Regions from separate parts of the Danio rerio genome. Here regions 2 and 3 are each linked to region 1. A link is a contact called in public HiCAR-type data. All regions are on one chromosome and are shown on one strand. The core of a region is the stretch at or near the end of the contact, and the rest is flanking DNA. Distances in the headings are between cores, read along the strand shown.

Evidence for each region. HiCAR-type assays count read pairs that join an accessible place to other places.
Region 2: a HiCAR-type map of caudal fin shows a contact between it and region 1, with 2.9 times the contacts expected there. The contact joins the promoter of pfkfb2b here to the promoter of id1 in region 1. A contact is called at or near these places in 11 of 18 Hi-C or Micro-C datasets (caudal fin, embryo, fibroblasts and 4 more) and 4 of 4 datasets of contacts at active chromatin or transcription factors (caudal fin, embryo, gastrula embryo and 1 more).
Region 3: a HiCAR-type map of caudal fin shows a contact between it and region 1, with 7 times the contacts expected there. The contact joins the enhancer-like site here to the promoter of id1 in region 1. A contact is called at or near these places in 10 of 18 Hi-C or Micro-C datasets (caudal fin, embryo, fibroblasts and 3 more) and 3 of 4 datasets of contacts at active chromatin or transcription factors (caudal fin, gastrula embryo and pancreas).

Annotation. Positions count from the first base shown.
Region 1 is chr11:20,796,761-20,799,965 of GRCz12tu, reverse strand. It overlaps id1 (inhibitor of DNA binding 1, HLH protein), which reads left to right and starts at 1,567. Exons shown (of 2, transcript NM_131245.2): 1 at 1,567-2,029; 2 at 2,137-2,675. The coding sequence starts at 1,679. The coding sequence ends at 2,172.
Region 2 is chr11:20,891,877-20,895,081 of GRCz12tu, reverse strand. pfkfb2b (6-phosphofructo-2-kinase/fructose-2,6-biphosphatase 2b) reads left to right here and starts at 1,621. Exons shown (of 16, transcript XM_021479801.3): 1 at 1,621-1,751; 2 at 2,088-2,242. The coding sequence starts at 2,152.
Region 3 is chr11:20,868,512-20,871,716 of GRCz12tu, reverse strand. No RefSeq gene overlaps it. Among named protein-coding and RNA genes, the nearest start is that of pfkfb2b, 23 kb to the left of the region's middle. Within about 2 kb of position 1,671, at least 5 of the 62 cell types and tissues checked have an H3K27ac peak or open chromatin away from gene starts, as enhancers often do. A contact at or near this core is called in caudal fin, where this site is marked.

The DNA of each region.
Region 1 (3,205 bases), core at 318-2,817:
ATCTGGGGGAAGAATCAGAGCACAGCAATGCAAAGTTATGCGAGTGCGCGCTCAAGGCGACGCGCACATATGAAGGAATTTGGAAGTTTGCGCGAGGAAACGCATTTAAAGAAAGACAAAGAGACCATCATTGAAGGAAAATAAACAGATTTGAATAAAAATGAGCTTCCCAGCACAATAGAATAAAGCTCCAGTCTACAAGTAATGCACTTACTGTAGGATAATAGACTATGAATACTTTATGTGCATGCACAACAGTTAAAAGCACACTAAAATGTATTGCATTGTGTACAGAAACAGATCCCTCTTTTGCAGTGATGTCAGAAGAACTTTTTGTAAAAAACATTACACTCTAAACACTTACCTTCCTCTAAAAAAAACTTATGTGCAATGGTAAGATTTTATGGATGTTAAAGATTAAATAAGCATTACAAATAAAGTTTGACCACTGCTCCTTTTTAACAATCTGTAGTTTTTTAAACTATCTGCACACATACTTTGATAAAATACTCATTTCTAGTCAAATATTTTATTTTTAATGCATTATTTTGAAAGCTTGTCAGGCAAATCAAAATCTGTATGACAAACATGCATGAAGCCATTTTGTTATCATGTGACAAGAAAATAATAACCACAGGATTGCATTAGATACTTTAAAACTTTTGTTTGGGTTTATGAGATGAAAACATTATATTCAACATGCATTACAGTATACATAATATAAGTATAAAGTGTCCTCTTTCTCTGTTTTGCTTACTTGATATTTGCATTATGGACACAATAAAATAATTCACAGAGTGAATTTATTTAGACAGTCATGAGTTAAGATCTCTAAGAAACCTTTTATGATGTTGTTTTCTGGTTTGTTTAATAGGGAATGAAGTATAACGTTTGATTGTTTATGTTTGAAATCTACATTTGAATTAGCTACACTCATGTGATGAAAATAATAAACAGACAGAATTCTTTTAGATTCAGTGTTTAAAGGGGGTTGTGATGTATTGTTTATAGTTTGTTTAAAATGATGTTCCCTCAACTTATGAATACCCCGCATCCACCTCCCCAATAAATCATAACATTTTTATAAATGTTAGGTCATGGTGCCATCATGTCCACTCACATGTGTTCAGGGTGCAGTTAACTCAGCAATGACAGATATATTTGCAACAAGCTGAATGGATGGAAACAGAGATGCTGATGGAACATTTTACAGTATGCTTTGTTTCTCGCAGCAGCCCACATACGAAGAAAAGCTTGTTTCATTTGAAAGTAATAACTGTTGCCTGTTGATCGTCGAGCACCCCCACCCTCCCCTTGATCTGTCTGCTTCACCTGTGGAGTAAACGGACAGCTGGATCTCCACACATCATCCGCAGAAGACACACATTTGTTTCCATTTGTAACACCATCCCCCCGAGCATATTGAAACTGCGATAACAGAGCCGTGCCTTCATTGGCTGAGCGAGGGACTCCGCAAAAATCCTATTGGCCCGTTCCCGCAAACACGAGTGTTTGGTGACGCCCCCAAGCCCGGAGACCCTTTAAATAACGAACAGCTCAGCCTCTGAGAGCATGTGGTGAACTGTCATCGCACTATCGACAACTCAACAAGCCTTTAAAAGGAGTACGAGCACCTCGCTTCAGCTATTCCTCTTTGACTTACTCGCAAATAGCCAAAATGAAAGTTGTGGGACCTACCTGCGCGCTGAAGAGCAGCAAAGTTGGAGGAGAGGATGTTGTCCGCTGCCTCTCCGATCAGAGCTTGGCCATCTCCAAATGCAAGATCCCGCTGCTGGACGAGCAGATGACCATGTTTCTCCAAGACATGAACAGCTGCTACAGCAAACTGAAGGAGCTGGTGCCCACGCTACCGACCAACAAGAAAGCCAGCAAGATGGAGATTCTCCAGCATGTCATCGATTACATCTGGGACTTGCAGGTCGAGCTGGAGAGCAAGAAGAACCAGAGCTCCGCTCCCCGCACTCCGCTCACAACACTCAACGCGGAGCTAGCCAGCATCTCTGTGGAGGTAAATATCGCACATGCTTAAGATATAATGCTTGCGTCTCTATATGCATATCAATAATGTTTGTCTGAACGACCCAACTCACTATGTTCCCTCTTTTTGTCTTGCAGAACGGCTGTTCAGATGACCGGATCATGTGCCGTTAAAGCAGATACTCCCGGTGGCTTCACGTCAACAGATCATCGAAGCATCGTGATCACGGTGCGCTGAGGTGAACGAACAAACAAACCCCGATGGACCAGTGACGCCGTGAACTGTGTCGGGAGAGTCTCATTCTCCTGTTGTAGAGGAAACAAACTTTCAGTAGAGAGTCACACAAATCTGTGGACATGACAAGCGTGACGTGCTCTCTCCTTCTCTGAGATCTCTCCCCGGACACACACCGATACGCGTGTGTGTTTGTGTCTGTGTTTAGCTGTGGAATCCATGGCGATTATTCACTTACTGTTCATGCATTTCCCTCTCGGTCAAAGTTTCTCCAATGTTTTTGTAACTTTTTAGAAAAAAATACTATTTTGTTGTCAGATTTCTCAGATTACTGAGCGAAAGAATGTATTGTATATTACAATGCCATATGATGTGAACGCTTTATTGTGTTTTTTACAATGTATATTGTGTTTTTTTTATTAAAACATGAAAATCAAACTTATCTTGGAGTTGTTGATCAATTTTGTGAGTGAATGGAGCCGATTGAGAATTCTGTTATTGGGAGTCTTTTATGCTTTATTATCTAGTAGTTGTAGGCTTAATAAACGTTTAACTGTAACATGTTGTAATCATGTCACTACATAATTGTTAATTTAGGGTGGCCTGTATTTAGCCTGACGTCTATCGTTACAGATCAGTTTTATGAGTTCTCACTTTACACTTTTGTCATTGGTGATTACACTGAAACTAAACTTAGCCTATCAGTACAGCTTTTCACTGCAGAACCAAATTAGCAGTTTTAAGTCACTAACTACACAAATAAAAATTGTTCATGATATAATTGAATAAACCTGATATAAAAGGAGAAGTTTTAACTTTAAATTTTAAAGATGTTACATTAGAAAAAAGGTAACAGTGTTAATTAACTTTCCAAGCCCAAAATATTGTTTAACATTACAAGATCGGTCTAAACACGGTTAATTTAAACCAATACAACTCAATAATTAGGGTAAAATAATGAATATCCAATAG
Region 2 (3,205 bases), core at 372-2,871, 95 kb before region 1:
TCCTCATGTTCGCGTGGGTTTTCTCTGGGTGCTCCGGTTTCCCCCACAGTTCAAAGACAAGTGCTATAGGAGAATTGATTAAGCTAAATTGGCCGTAGCATATGTGTGTGAATGCAAGGGTGTATGGGTTGCAGCTGGAAGGGAATCTGCTGTGTAAAACATATGCTGAATAAGTTGGCGGTTCATCCCGCTGTGGTGACCCCTTAGAAAATAAAGTGATTAAGCCAAAAAGAAAATGAATGAAAGAATACCCACAATTTGTTACATCATCATAAAGATAATCATGTTTATATAAACACTATAAACTAGGAGGACTTCTCTCCTCCTCAGTCCCCGGGTCTGAATGCAGACACAGTGGATAGCAGTACAGCCCGTGTCTTGCCCTGTCTATTTCAAGCATTAGGCTTGCCAGTAATCTGTAGGTTTTTACACAGGCGAAAACAGCAGCACCGATAGGCGATGTGTCTTAAATTGTAACAAACTGGACTGATAAAAGAAAAGTCCTCCATTCTCCAATAATCATATAGCTCTCCAGACTCCAAACAAAAATGCTTGCTGCACACTAACAGCTTTGCTGTATCAGCCCTGACATCATTGTGGGGAAAAACATACAACAAACCTGTTGATCATGGAAACAAACAAACACACACGACCCTTTATGAACAGCTAAATACTGCGTGCTGTGCGTGTATGCAGTATCACTGCTTGGCAGGTCTGCCTTGCCTTCGGAAAGCATGTGCAGTCAAAAAGAATTAAGAAAATAGCAACATTTACAACTTTGATTTGAAGGAAAACTATTCTCAACGATACAAAATTGTATTTTTGGTGGTAATTTAACATCATGAGGATATAATTATTTGTGGGGCTTCATGGTGTCTGTTTGGATTTGTTCATCTTTATGTGGCGCTGCACAGCCTGATTGGTCAATTAAAACCAGAGAACCTCTTAAGTAATTGGAGAGTTGACAGCAGCTTACATCATCAATCTCAATGGAAAGTTTTTACATAGTTTGAATCATTTATCTCCTATATACAGTACTACACTGTGTGCCTTTCACCACATGCAGTAGAAAATGGTAATTATATGTACAAGTGACAGGTTTCACAGTTTTTGCATCTATCAAAAGTTAACTGTAGGACACTTTAGATTCTAGAAAGCATTTGATTGGGCAGACTATCTCACAAGTGCAGAGTGATGTCATCAAAATGGTTGATCCGTGTTTGATAATTTATATATTCTCAATTTTTTAGGAGAAAACTAGCTAATAGATCACTTTAAATTCAGTTTTGATTTCTTGGAATTTTTAAGAGATCAAATTAAATGTGTAGGTCTGTGCTCAAAAAAAGGGGACAGGCTAACAGTTTTTGTAAAAGAAAATAATAATAAATAAATAAATATCTAAATAAATAGCTCATTTTAAAAAAATGACAAAAAAACATAGAGTGTATAATTCTGGAACCCGACTGTAGTCTGACTCTACACTGACCGGATCAGTTTACGAGTCGATTGAAAAGATTGACTAATATGAATCAAACCACGATATGACTGACTTCCCAGTTCAGTTTGCTGCAGGTATTACGGTAAGTAAACGGTGACGTATGGACACACCTTCACTCACGCGCTTGGCTCTGGTTGCCATGGAAGGTTATCAAGTGCAAAAACCGGCTGAGGCAACGACAGCACCTGGCGGAAACATACTGAACTTACCGGTGGAACCTGGAAGATACGGAGTAAAACACGGACCTCTTGAGGTAGAATGTCAACGATTTGGAAACAGTATGGTTATATGTGTCTCGCGATAGTGCTTCTTTAATATGTGTACAATAAGATTTTATATGCGTATGGATTAAACTGTCAGTAAATGTTGAAAAGCCCTCATCCAAAGGTTAACGGTAATGACGTAGCACGATATTCTCAGCATCCTTTTCTACGTAATGACGTATCTGTATTACTGCGCTAAATAAGTGCCAAGAATAAAAGCTGTTTGTCACTGAGTAGAGCATAATCTACGCAAACACTAGTAATTTCCACTAACGTAGAATGCGTATATTGTCATTATTTCGCCGTTTGTGTTCGTCTCTCTGCAGGTGTGCCTGTCTTTGCAGCACTAAGAGTGAGTGAGTGATTAGGTCTGTCAGATACAGATTCAGTATGTCTGCATGGCTGCAGCAGGAGGAGGCTGGTCCAACCAGTTCTGCTGAAGCCAAGAAATCAGAGCCTAGAGGCCAAGAGAAGAAATGCTGTAAGTACACAGGCTTTCGTGTCCCACTGATCTAAAATGTTTCGTGGGTTTTTGAGAGGTTTAGGGGGCTCCTCAGTTGATGTTTACTGCATGACAGATTTGTTCCCTGGCCCTGTTAAGTTTAACGACGGCCCTGAATCATATCACAGTTGTCCTTCTTGTGGTGTCAGCTGTTACTGAACAGCCAAACAGAAGTTCACTGTCAGGCTGGGTTATAAAAAAAAAAGAAAACTGCTGTGCTGCCCTTTATTTAGATTGTCAGCATTGTCTGTTATGCTGGTTTCAAATTGCAGATCAAGGTAAAAGGCGCACTTTTTAGTGTTTAGGATTATTTGTGTGTGTGTGTATGTGAGTGTGTTTTAATAAATTGTTGCCTGGATGTAATCTTTTATTTCGCATAATATCTTTATTATTTGAATATTTTTAAATAAAAACATTTCAAAAAGATATTATCAGCACTGCTTTTTCAACATTTATAATCATTACAAATGTTTCTAATGCAGCAAATGAATGAACTTTTAAAGGTCATGTGACATTAAAGACTGGTGCTTAAAATTCAGCATCGTCTATCATTACTTCAAAATGAAATTTATAATATATTGACGTGTATATATCAGTAGAATCACGTCAAAGTAGACATTGCACGTTGCTGTAATACTTTCTAGTATTTTATACGGTAGCCCAGTGAGCTTAGTGCTGCAATTTAAGAAAATGCATGCAAATAAAAAAAATAAAAAAAAGACTGGTCCTAGAGATGTTGTGTAGATGGAGAAGAGATGTGTCCCAAGACACCACATGTGCTGCAAATCTTCACAACGCAAACAAATCAGTTAATCATGCTGCATTTTCTCATAATGCAAACAATTTAGGAAAACGTGCTGCATTTTCTCACAACACTTTCAAATAGCATGGAACACAGCGGAAATTGCTTTGCGGAATTGGCTATTTAGTTTATGGTTATTT
Region 3 (3,205 bases), core at 422-2,921, 72 kb before region 1:
TCTCAATTAACTATTTCTGTACTTTCCTTTTGATTTGTTATTCCATCACTTAGCAAAGCTGCTGTTGTTTTTTAAATGTGTGGTTGCTGCAGACAGGTAATTATATTTTGGTTCCTCACAGAGTGCCCACTACCCACTGAGATCCCAGCAGGACTGGTTTTGCTTAAAGTGTCCTTTAGATTCATGTGATATAAAACTAATATTATTATATCAATGCCTAGTGTGCAGATTTCATTTGCTCACAGTGGTGCTGCTATCAAATTCCTGCAAAAGCATCTATGAGGTCAAGATATTGTCAGTGAAAATATTCAATGTTATTGATCAAAATACTAGCAATATGAGGTCTTATGGATTTATTATAATAGTGTCATGTTTAAAAAAAAAAGTAGATTAACACGGTTACATACAAAAAAACAAGTTTCATTGGATTTACTACATTTTCTTAAGGTAAGTGCTTGCTAACTATTTATATGGGCTGAATTTAAACAAACAATTTAAATTTAGTAACAGTTAACTTATTTGTTTATTTAAATCCAGCCCATATAAATAGTTTCCAACCACTAAATGACACTAAAAATGTAGTAAATCCAGTCCACGCTCGTTTAGAAAATGTACCATTATATACATTTCTGGAGAGCACCAAATACGTCACAGGAGCTACGATTTTTGGCAGTTTTTGAATCCACCAGAGGCCGCTGTGTACACTTTTGCAGATCTCACATTTCTCTTGCGAGTGCAATTCACGCCTGCTGTTCTCATGTAAATCCACCAGAGGCTGCTGTTAAATGACTGACTGACTGACCCACCCCCCTCCTTCCCTAAACCCAACCACTAGTGTTTTTAAAATCACAGATTTATCCGCCCACCCCCTTCCCTAAACCCAATCGACAGTTGATTCATAAAAATAATGATGCATAAAAATATTTTAAAATAAGGCCTTTAGAAGGTTGCAATAAAAAATACTTTTGTTTATAACATTCTGTTCACCAAAGAAGCCAAGAACACAATTCGAACATTCATTTATTTATTTAACCAGGAAAGTCCCATTGAGGCACAATATCTCTTATAACAGGGTGCCCTGGTCAAGACAGGCAGTATAGGACCGAGTTTCAAAAAATATATAAATAAATGACATAAATTTGAAGGTATTGTGCTTTCTAAAAACTAATACAAATGTGTCTGAAAACATGGCACTCGGTTGTTATTTTATGCCGAAAAATGTTGTAAAAGTAATCATTTGTGTTTTAAATTTGGAAGAAAAGTCTTCAGATTACAAAACACAACTATAAATCCAGAAAAACTGGTCTCTTCACTTTTCCTACTTGTCCATCTGTTTTTGTACAAAACATGTTTTGTATGATCATGTCTGAGCATCATACATAATAATGCCCTGTAACTGAATCCATTTAGCCTCGATGATGTCGATACCAATTGGCGACTAAAAGAGACTGATGTGTAAGGATCACACCTGTGTGTGTGTGCAGGCAAACGTGTGTAATCGAGAACAGCAGGGAGTCGCAGTTTAGCACCGTAATGTGAGAGATGGAGGTCAAGCAAAGCAGCGCTCACCTGTCCGAGAGCTTTCAGGGGAATCTGATATCCTTCACTCATAGTGCGTCAGACGGAAAGAAAAAGAAAAGAAGAGAAGAGAAAGAGAAAGCTAGCAGGGTGGGAAAGAACCCGAGTTGCCTCAGCCCTCAGAGAAGTCAGTGATAATTAGCATTATTCCAAAGCTCTCTGGGATACTCCGCTCTGATTGGTCAAAAAGAAAAAGTAGAATGCTGACAAAGCTGAACATTTTGTTATGATTTCTTGTTGAATTCATGCAGTCATCTTTAATAATATTTAAAAAAAAAACAAGTTGTGCTCCATCTAGGGCTGGGCGATTTGGCCAAAAATCAAAATCTCAATTAATTGAACTTTTTAACTTAATTACGATAAATGAACGATTATTTTATTTGTTTATTTTATTTTTTTGCCCTCATGGTAAACTGACAGGTTTTGTACAGTAAATATGCACACATATTACTTAAAATAATAAAATAATAATTGAAGGAAACATTATTATTTATTATAACATTATAGATTATTTATTGAACAACGTTTTTTTTTATAAAATGCACTTTCAGAAACAATCATTTATTTTTAATGTTTTCAAAAGTAGAAAATATAATTTTCAATGTAAATAGTTTTATTGTAATGTAAAATATGACGTCTCTAGCAGATATCAGGCGCAGCTTCCAATCATCAATGTAATGCAAACGTGCGATGTGTAGATACATTTTTCGAGATGTGTGCGGGTATGTGACCACGTGAAGACTGTGCCGGAACATTCCCGTGCTTTTGACGCAGAATTATAAATCAGCCTTAACAGAGCGGAGTCATGTATCTACTTTAGACGTAGTAGGAAAAGTAATTGAAAAAGATCGTCCTGGAAAAATTAGATGGATTAAAGGTTTTCAATATCAATTTTATTTAGTTTTCGATTAATCGGCCAGCCTTATCTCCATCTCACATTTATTTTTTCTGATGACACGACAACCTGTCAATCACATAAGATAGACCAATAATAGCCAATGAATTGGATAAAAATCACATCTAAGCTGTTTCTTGCACACATGCGCACACACAAACACAAGCAATGTACAGTAAATCATATTATTAATCATTGCAGTATTTTTTTGTAGTCAATCAAAATAAAATATATAAAAATTCTTCAAAAAACTAAAACTTAAAAGCTGCTTTCACTCAACCAAAACTAGAAGAAAAAGAGAACTGAAAAAAAAAAAACTGTGCAAATGTCCTTGGTCTGTTAAACAGCACTTGACTTGTCATTTTGACTTCAACTGTAAATGGATCATTTTCTGTTTATTAGCTCTTTTAAAAGGCATAATGGGAACATTTGATAAAGTGACTTTTATTGAAATTTTAACAGTTTGAAACTTTATATCTTTTCAATTATGGCACTAAACCTAGCAATGAGTTGTAATAAACTTGATGCATTTCTTATACAATATTGTTTTTAAGTACCTTTGCTAAACTGTAGATCTACATTTTCAAGATCAAAAGATCATAGAGCATAAACCAAGGTTCCACAATGCAATTCAGAAATATAAAATCCAGACCACAATTCTCGGTTTGTCTGGATTCATGATTTATAATTTTAGTTTTGTATTTGAGAAAAATGTATTAATTTAATAAGCTA